Regions from separate parts of the Zea mays genome. Here region 2 is linked to region 1. A link is a contact called in public Hi-C data. All regions are on one chromosome and are shown on one strand. Each heading gives the region's core, a stretch centred on a gene start, on an enhancer-like site or on the middle of the called end of the contact. The rest is flanking DNA. Distances are from core to core; before and after follow the strand shown.

Region 1 (3,961 bases), core at 835-3,334:
AAGTCCTGCAATATTGGAAGTATGCATAACAGAGTTTATTAAAGAAAGAAATGTCCTCACTTGCTGGCAGTTTGTCCATTGTATTTTTGTAAATTAAGGTTATTAAAGAAAGAAATGTCCTCACTTCCTTCGAAAAATATAGTATCTCATGGGTTAATTTATGATATTAGCACTTGCTACGGCCTATAGGGTTTATATAGGTTCACAACTTCTTATTGTCCACTAGGCTTCTCCAGCTGCATTGTTTTGTAAGGGACATAAACTAGCTAATTGCTGTCACTTAATTACTCCTCCATTTTCCCTGTTGATTAAACTGGTATATAGGTTCATGGATTTACTTAGGCTTATTCTGACGTGTCTTTATGATTTATACAGGCTTACACAGATCTGTTTTGATAAGAGCCGAGCAGCGATTCTTCAATTTCGGACCACGACCTAGCTAAAGGCTAATGGTTCCAAATGTCTGAAGTACCGAAGATAGGGCTAGCTCCTTGTTTTTTGTCATGTCAAATAAATCGTGTATGATTGCAACAATATTGGCAAAATATCGTTGTGCTTTATATTTTGATATACTGTGAACAAAACAAGTGCCCTATGAGACCATCATGATTTATGCATTTTCAAACTAAATTTTACGACACTTCTTGTTGTATTTTATGCTTCCATTAAAAACAGTCTTACTGCGTTTTACGCCAAATTTATGACACTTTTTGATGTGTTTTACAGCAATCTCTTTGCGAAATGAGATTGTGCGCGTGTTTTATACTAAATTTCGTACTCATCTACGTTGTTTTAGCTCACGTTTTACGCTGAAATCATTCGAGCCAGAACCCGCGCACGGTCGGCTGCACGCGATTTTCACGCCGTAATTTTTGGCTCCGTTTGCTGTTACAAAACAGATATAGGATTTACGCTAAATTTCGTACTCATTTACGTTATTTTAGCTCACGTTTTACGCTGGAATCGGCCCGAGCCAGGACCCCGCTCACGATCGACTGCTTAATTTTAGGCCCCATTTGTTGTTACAAAACAGATATAGGATTTACGCTAAATTTCATACTCATTTACGCTGTTTTAGCCCACGGTTTACGCTGGAATCCGCCCGAGCCAGAACCAGAACCACATACTGCATGATTTATACTGTCAAGTACATGTCATTATGTAGTCGTAAACGCTGTCCACAGTGTCATATTCGTTCCACGTGATTCGGGCTTCAAAAGATTCCTTTATGTATGTTTTACGCATCTTTATTCATATATATATGCATTCGTATATTGCGTTACGCTTATCGTCCTAGAATCTTGGCTGTTGACTGCATGGCTGACGCAAGCACGCGGGTGCTGAGTCGACCGCGTCCTGACTGGGGCTTCCATTAGTAGGGGAAGCCCAGGGCTTCCATTACCTCTTCCATATATATATATATATATATATATATATATATATATATATATATATATATATATATATATATATATATATATATATATACCTGAGCGGACGCCTCCACTTAAATTTTAAGTTGAGATCGCCCTTACTGTTGGACACAGACTAAAGAGTCGTTCACGAACTGACGACCACGCATCGCACCGAGAGTCTAAGACAACCAAGTCACAAATAGAGGTGTAAATGGTTAGAATATTATTCGTTCGTATTTGAATTCGATTCGTCTAGAAGAGCTTAGATCCAATACGTATCCGAGTATGTGTACTTAGTATCTGATCCATATCCGATCTTTATCAGTATTCATATTCTCAAAGTTAAATAAGATATTGATATGCATTGAAATTTTATCCGATATAATTTAATAATATCTATATTCAATCTAAATTTAAAGAGAAAATAGGGAAAGCATATGGAACAAGTAATGCTCGTGTCCCATCCGATTACACCCTAGTCACGAGCGGTTCGCGGTCGGACGGGGTGCAAGTGTGCAACTTATGCACCAACAGGCAACTGGGCCCTTGCGTCCAAGCAGCAGGGAGGTCTAGCACCCCATTGGCCCATCGGCCCATTGGCCGTCTACTCATCCTGCCGCACTGCCCCATTGTGTCTGCGACTGCGAGTGCGCATCCTTCGTCCTTCCCCTTCCCAGCCGCCCTCTCCCCCCCTCTCCCGGTCGCCTCTAACGTCGCTGGTGACTCACGAAGACCTCCATCGACGGCGGTGAAACTGGGGCCGACTTCTGGAGGGTTTGACTTGTTGGATACAGCGCTGGCTCTTCCAATCGCCGGGTGCTCTCTGCCACTCTGTCTTGCGGAGCCCTCACCGCGGAAACCAGTTGGTGCGCGTGGCCATGGCGGTGGCGAAGGTCAAATCGGTCGCCCTCTCCGTCAGTCACAAGTGCCGGGTACTGCTCGCGAGCAATATCAGCGACCGTTTCGCACCTCACTTAGCTACTGCTGTTCTTTCTCTTACTTCCCTCGCCCCTGGTTTCGCAGAACATCTTGGCCGCCGGTTGGGAAGCCCACCTCAACACTGTCAAGGCTGACAACAAGGGAAGGTGCGTACGCTCGTATCTTATCATTTCATCTGTGTATTTGTGCGCATAAGGTCTCAACGGTAAGAGCTGTTTGTCCTGATTGTTTTTTTTTTTGTTGGGGGTGCTATACTGCTATTGGGCAGCAAGAATGAGATTTACACGTCGAGGGTGCACTACATGATCCATAAGGGCACGCCCTACTTGATTGTCCCCGAGAACGACATGCACAACATTGTAAAACTCTTAATTCTTCATTTACTTATGGTGTTCGGTAAATAGTAGTTGCTGTTCAAACTGCATTAAAATTTGTTGCTTGTGTGGAATCTTGTGTTTGATAGAACATTATAATCGATGAGCGGGGGTCTCTTGCAGTATTCAGTCCGATCCGTGGCCGAGTTGCGAGCTTATTGAAGCCATCGAAGGTCCTTCTCTATGAATTTCAACTTGATGCCTTTGAATTTGTTGCTCGTTTGCTTTTCTCGCATCGCTTGTACAAGCACTTTAGTCTTGTTGTTGAATACAGACACCTCCTCGTGTTGCTATGACTGGTGATGTTCTGCGCCTGAAAGACTCAAAGGTAAACTTGTTCTGCAGTCACCCTGCATGCATAAACATGCTCCATTGCTTACTATTGGTAGTAAGGTGATGCCGACTAATCTTTATGTACTGTGCTTAAGGTTCCAATTATTGCCGATAGCCTGAAGCAAACTATTCTGAAGGAACATGAAGCTGCTAGTAAAGCTAGTTATGGAGTGTCAGCAATACTGTCTTCGGCAGGTGCTACCTGCAGGTCCCGGAGTGAGGGCCTCCTTAGTCTACTCAGTGAGGAGAGCTCTTACAACATCTTAAAATTTGACATAGGGTCTGTAACATGGCTTGTTTATTTTTCTGATATTAGGTATCTTTCTTATTATTACTTTATTCAGCACAGCTGAATTTTCATCAATGTTATTCTTTCAGTTCCTGTGTCTACATAGACTTCAATGGGAGCAGCCATAATATTGAATTGGACAGCTTTGAAGCACCAAAAGCAGATCTGCTAAGTAAGCCTTTTTTATTCATACAAGCTCTTTGATCTCTGCTGCCCTGCATCTTCACCTTTATGCTTTTGATGACATCTATAAGCAGACCAAATGTTAAGCTAGATATATAACTCCAGGATGCTACTAGTCAGTTGCTTTCAACAATTAGGGCTAGTTTGGAACCCTAATTTCCCAAGGGATTTCTATTTTCCCAAGGGAAAATGAACTAATTTTCCTTGGGAAAATGAAAATCCCATGGGAAATTAGGGTTCCCAAACTAGCCCTTATTAGGGTGTTTGGTATGAGAAATGAGTTGGTCCATCATCTTTTCACTTCTCATTTTTTTGTTTGGTTTGTGGAATGGAATGAGTTGATCCATCACCACCGTTCCTCAGTTAGTTAGTACTAATACGAGGAATATGGTCATCCCACCAAGTTTAAGGAATAAATTTATGATGCA
Region 2 (3,961 bases), core at 767-3,266, 240 kb before region 1:
CCAGAGTGGCGTCTTCAGGGATTCGGGTAGGGAGTGGGATCTCCCGGACAAACTCTCCCGGCGGGCAATGCTCAGGAGCAGGATCCGCCAACCTGAAAGTCCGATCATGCCTTTTCAGGAGTGGCATCCGACCAACGCTAGTGCATGATACCTTAACGATCCCATTTGTAAGAGTGTTCTTCCATGAAACCTTCACCTTCTGAAAATCAGCGAAAGGCAGGCTAACGATGATCAAGTAGCCCTTGCTGTCCTCGTATATTGTTTTTGCAGCGGTTACTGGTCCAGAAGCATGGCGCATCACACCTGAGAAGTCATTCATCCATGATGGCTCGAAGGTGTGGATCACATCCATGTCTTGGGCCTTGTCCGAATTCGAATTGCTGCAGTCCTCTTCCATTGCGGTCGGTGAGGAATCCTTCCTGCGCTTGTTACAGGTGGCTGTGATCTCCATGCCATCCCCAGAACTGTGATTGGATGGTTGCGTCGAGAGGTTAAGGCCAGAACCGTTCAGCAACTTCTTGTGGTGTCCATGTGAACTGCTCTTTGCAGGAGCCGCGGTTGCTGGCCTCTCGAGCTCAAAGTCTGTGCTCGGCAGATTCCTCCAGGACTCAAAATCACTCGCCTCAGTTGGGACCGAGAAATTGGCGTCCCTCCCAGTGAGCTGCATCCACCTCTTTAAATCAGCCTCAGGTACACCCGCCAAATTTGGCGCCCTCACGATTTCGATCCCATGAAGACACTGTGGGTTAGAGAGGCCACGGTAGTGCTTGCGCTGCATCCGGTGTGAGCGCACAAACCCTTTGTCTGCGCTGAATGGGAACTGTGGCTCCCCAAGGCGTGAGTGCCCATTCATGAAGCTCCTCAGCTGCATCTTCCCCAGGGCATTCTCCGGACGCTCCTTAAACACCCACATGTAGATGTTCTCCATGTCGTGCTGCACCAGGAAAGCGTCCAGTGTGGCGCTATTGCCGTTCCCGCCGGTGGTGGTGGCTGCCTTCGCTTTGCCAGCCTTGTCCGCAGACATGACTGGCTTGAAGTAGTGGGTGAAGAAGAACCACGCTCCCCAGATGCTAACATTCCTCTTGACACACTTGCGCGCAGCACTGGAACCGGAGCCCTTGGTGTGGGACACGGCGACCATGGTGGTCGCTGCTGCTGCCGGGGCCGAGACTGGCCCAGCGGCAGCGGGCGAATCCGAGTCGTAGTGCTGCGAGCCGCCGAGGCCGACATCTAGCATGTCAACGTTGGCGTCGAGCGACGCCAGAGGTGGCGGAGACGGGTCGGCGGCTAGGGGAAGGTTGATGTCAGGGGGGGCGACCGCCGCGGCATGTAGGCAGCGGCGGAAGGGCCCCTGTGGCTGGAGGAAGAGGTCGAAGTCGTCGTGGGAGGCGGTGTCCATGGAGAGGAAGGTGGAGGGGCCCTGGTGCGGGTGGTGGGCTGTGGCGGTGTCCATGGAGAGCGCGGTGAGCAGCGACTCGCCCATGGCGGCGGCGGCGGCGGCGGCCGTCGTCCTCCTGGCGGCTCGCTCCTCGTCCGCCTGCTGCTCCCCTTCCGTCGCTGCGCTGTCCAAATCGTCGGCGCTTCCTCCTCCACCGCCTCCGCACGGCGCGCTCCTCTCCTCCGAATCTCTCCACGAGCATCAGTTAGCGACCAGGCTTCACACCTCCCTCGCGTCCATCCGCCGGCCGAGAGGGAAATGGGGCTGGTGTTTTTTACCTTTCAAATCAGGCGGAAAACCGGATCAATACCCCCATCCAGGACCCAAATCTAAGATCCAACCGAACTAGGAGCACGTACCTACGCAGGTCCAAGAAACCCGGTGCCCTCAAATCGACGAACCGCCTCCACCATCCAGCCGAACGACGGTCCAACGATCCCTCCCTTCCCCTCCTCCTGCTGCTGCGGTGCTTTGCAATCAAATCAAATGAAATAAAAAAAATAAACGTAGTCGAATCGGCGGGCGGGGGCTCGTCGCGGTCGATGGATGAGCACAGCGGGGTGGGGGGAGGTGGAAAGGGGGAAGACGGTAACGGAGGCGAGGAGAGTTAAAGAGGAGGCGCCGGTGGGGGGGCGCAGCCAGCCCGGTGAGCCGCGGCCTCCCCCAGAAGGAGCCTGGACGCGGGGTGGGGTGGGGTGGGGGGGCCGTTACTTGACGGTGACGGCTGGAGCAACTCGCATCGGCGAGGGGGAACGGACGGGGACGGCCCGGGCCAGACGGCCAGTGCTGGACTGCTGGTAAAGCAAGCGGTGCGGGTGGCGTTGGGCTGCAGAATGCAGATGCAGACTTGAAGGCCGCCGGGTGGGGTGGTGCGGCCGGCGTGGGTGGATGGGCTCGCCCCCCAAGTCTCGCTCGCGCATCCCTGCTTGATCTGATGATCTCCTTGTTTTTTGCTTTTTTTAATCGGTGTACCACTGCCACCCATCCTTCTCTTGCTCGCTGGATTTTTTTCTCCTTCTCGGCGGTGAGGTGTTTCCCTAGGTCGTGGGATAACTACTGCTGTACTAGAATTATTTAAAATAAAATATTGCAGATGCAGGACACGTTGCGTGGTTGGTACGGAGTGACGACTTTTTTTACTGCGAAATCACGTCGACGACTTATGTGGATTAGGCTACCCGCACTTAATACTCTAACTGCCTTGTATAAGAGTGCTTCGGCTGCATCAACTGCGCCAAGCTCACTATAGACATCAAAGTCAAGGCCTCGATGGGCATGGTGAGGCAAGAAATTACTGTTGGCGCCGATCTAGACGCCAAACGCTAGAACGGATCGTCTGATAGTGCTCTCTATGAAGGCATGAACGGTCTGCGATCTGGTGCAGAATCAGCTCCTCATCTGCGTATGTCCGGATGGTCCACACCTAGGGCTCAATGGCGCACATGGTCTTTTTCACAACAGATCTAGATCTTACCTCTCGGGAGGGACTCCATCGGGAGGAGAGATCCTAGAGTGTGTTTTAGTGTCAGCATGCCATCTAAGATGCCTCTAGTCGACGTAGAGCCGAAGAGAGACAGAGATTTGAGGTAGAGGGGGCTAAACTAGAGCTACTCCTAATGCATAAGGTAAAAACGATAGGTAGATTTGATTTGATCGAAGTTGGGGGTTCAATCGACCGTAGCCCTTCATCTATATAAATGTGAGGTCTAGACCCGTTACAAGTCGGTTTCCGAGTTAATCCCGCAGATTTAGCAAACAAATCTCGCAAGAAACTCGTAACCCTAACTGATTATACGCACGCACGGACCGTCTGCCCCACCACCGGAAAAGTGGGACATATGCCCTCTGCCTTTTGGTGAAGGTTGACGAACCAAAAGCATATGTACTACCAACAATCTTCGGAAAACACTAGATCTCACAAGTCATCTTGTTCCGAAGTAAGAACTAAGTCCGATGCAAGTCACCAGCTTTTTAATCCAATAGACCAATAGGGTGATCATTCAATGGAGCTCCAAAGCATAAAGGCCGTTTTAGATTGCATCTTTCTTGACCATGACCATATGATCAATGGATCAAAAGGTATATAATGGAGGTGCCCCGGTCTGAATAGACAAAGGGATTATACATGTACCATGGATTCATCGTCGTATCATTTCATATTTGAACAGGACAATATATCGATGATGAGTAGGCGGGTGGAAAGCATCCTGACATCACAGGATGAATAGGCGATGCTTGTTGTATCGTCTTTCGGGTCGTTTTATTCGGCCGTTTTGTTTTAGCGGGTGACCGGGGTTTCTTTGTTGGCCAATCACATAGAACGACCTTCTTGCTAGCATATTTAGAGAGTAACTGATCAAAAGTAGGGCCAACTTTGACCAGTCGGTCATGTGTGCTTTGCCCTTGCGTCTCTTTCCTTGCTTTCTGTGGAAGCTGACGCCTCTGGCCATGGGCGGACTATCCTGCCGAGTCAGTCAGACCATCCGCATGAACACCGGACCATCTGCACGCAGGTGCCAGCCA

What was found. Hi-C and Micro-C count contacts between places; a contact is called where the count stands out from the background.
Region 2: a contact with region 1 is called in a Hi-C map of leaf, with 4 times the contacts expected there. The contact joins the promoter of LOC100281384 here to the promoter of LOC100274229 in region 1. A contact is called at or near these places in 2 of 25 Hi-C or Micro-C datasets (ear and leaf).

The regions. Positions count from the first base shown.
Region 1 is chr1:41,032,402-41,036,362 of Zm-B73-REFERENCE-NAM-5.0, reverse strand. It overlaps LOC100274229, which reads left to right and starts at 2,084. Exons shown (of 9, transcript NM_001148600.1): 1 at 2,084-2,347; 2 at 2,439-2,500; 3 at 2,623-2,713; 4 at 2,818-2,901; 5 at 3,003-3,056; 6 at 3,157-3,341; 7 at 3,440-3,522. The coding sequence starts at 2,294.
Region 2 is chr1:41,269,267-41,273,227 of Zm-B73-REFERENCE-NAM-5.0, reverse strand. It overlaps LOC100281384, which reads right to left and starts at 2,016. Exons shown (of 3, transcript NM_001154302.2): 1 at 1,802-2,016; 2 at 1-1,716. The coding sequence starts at 1,483.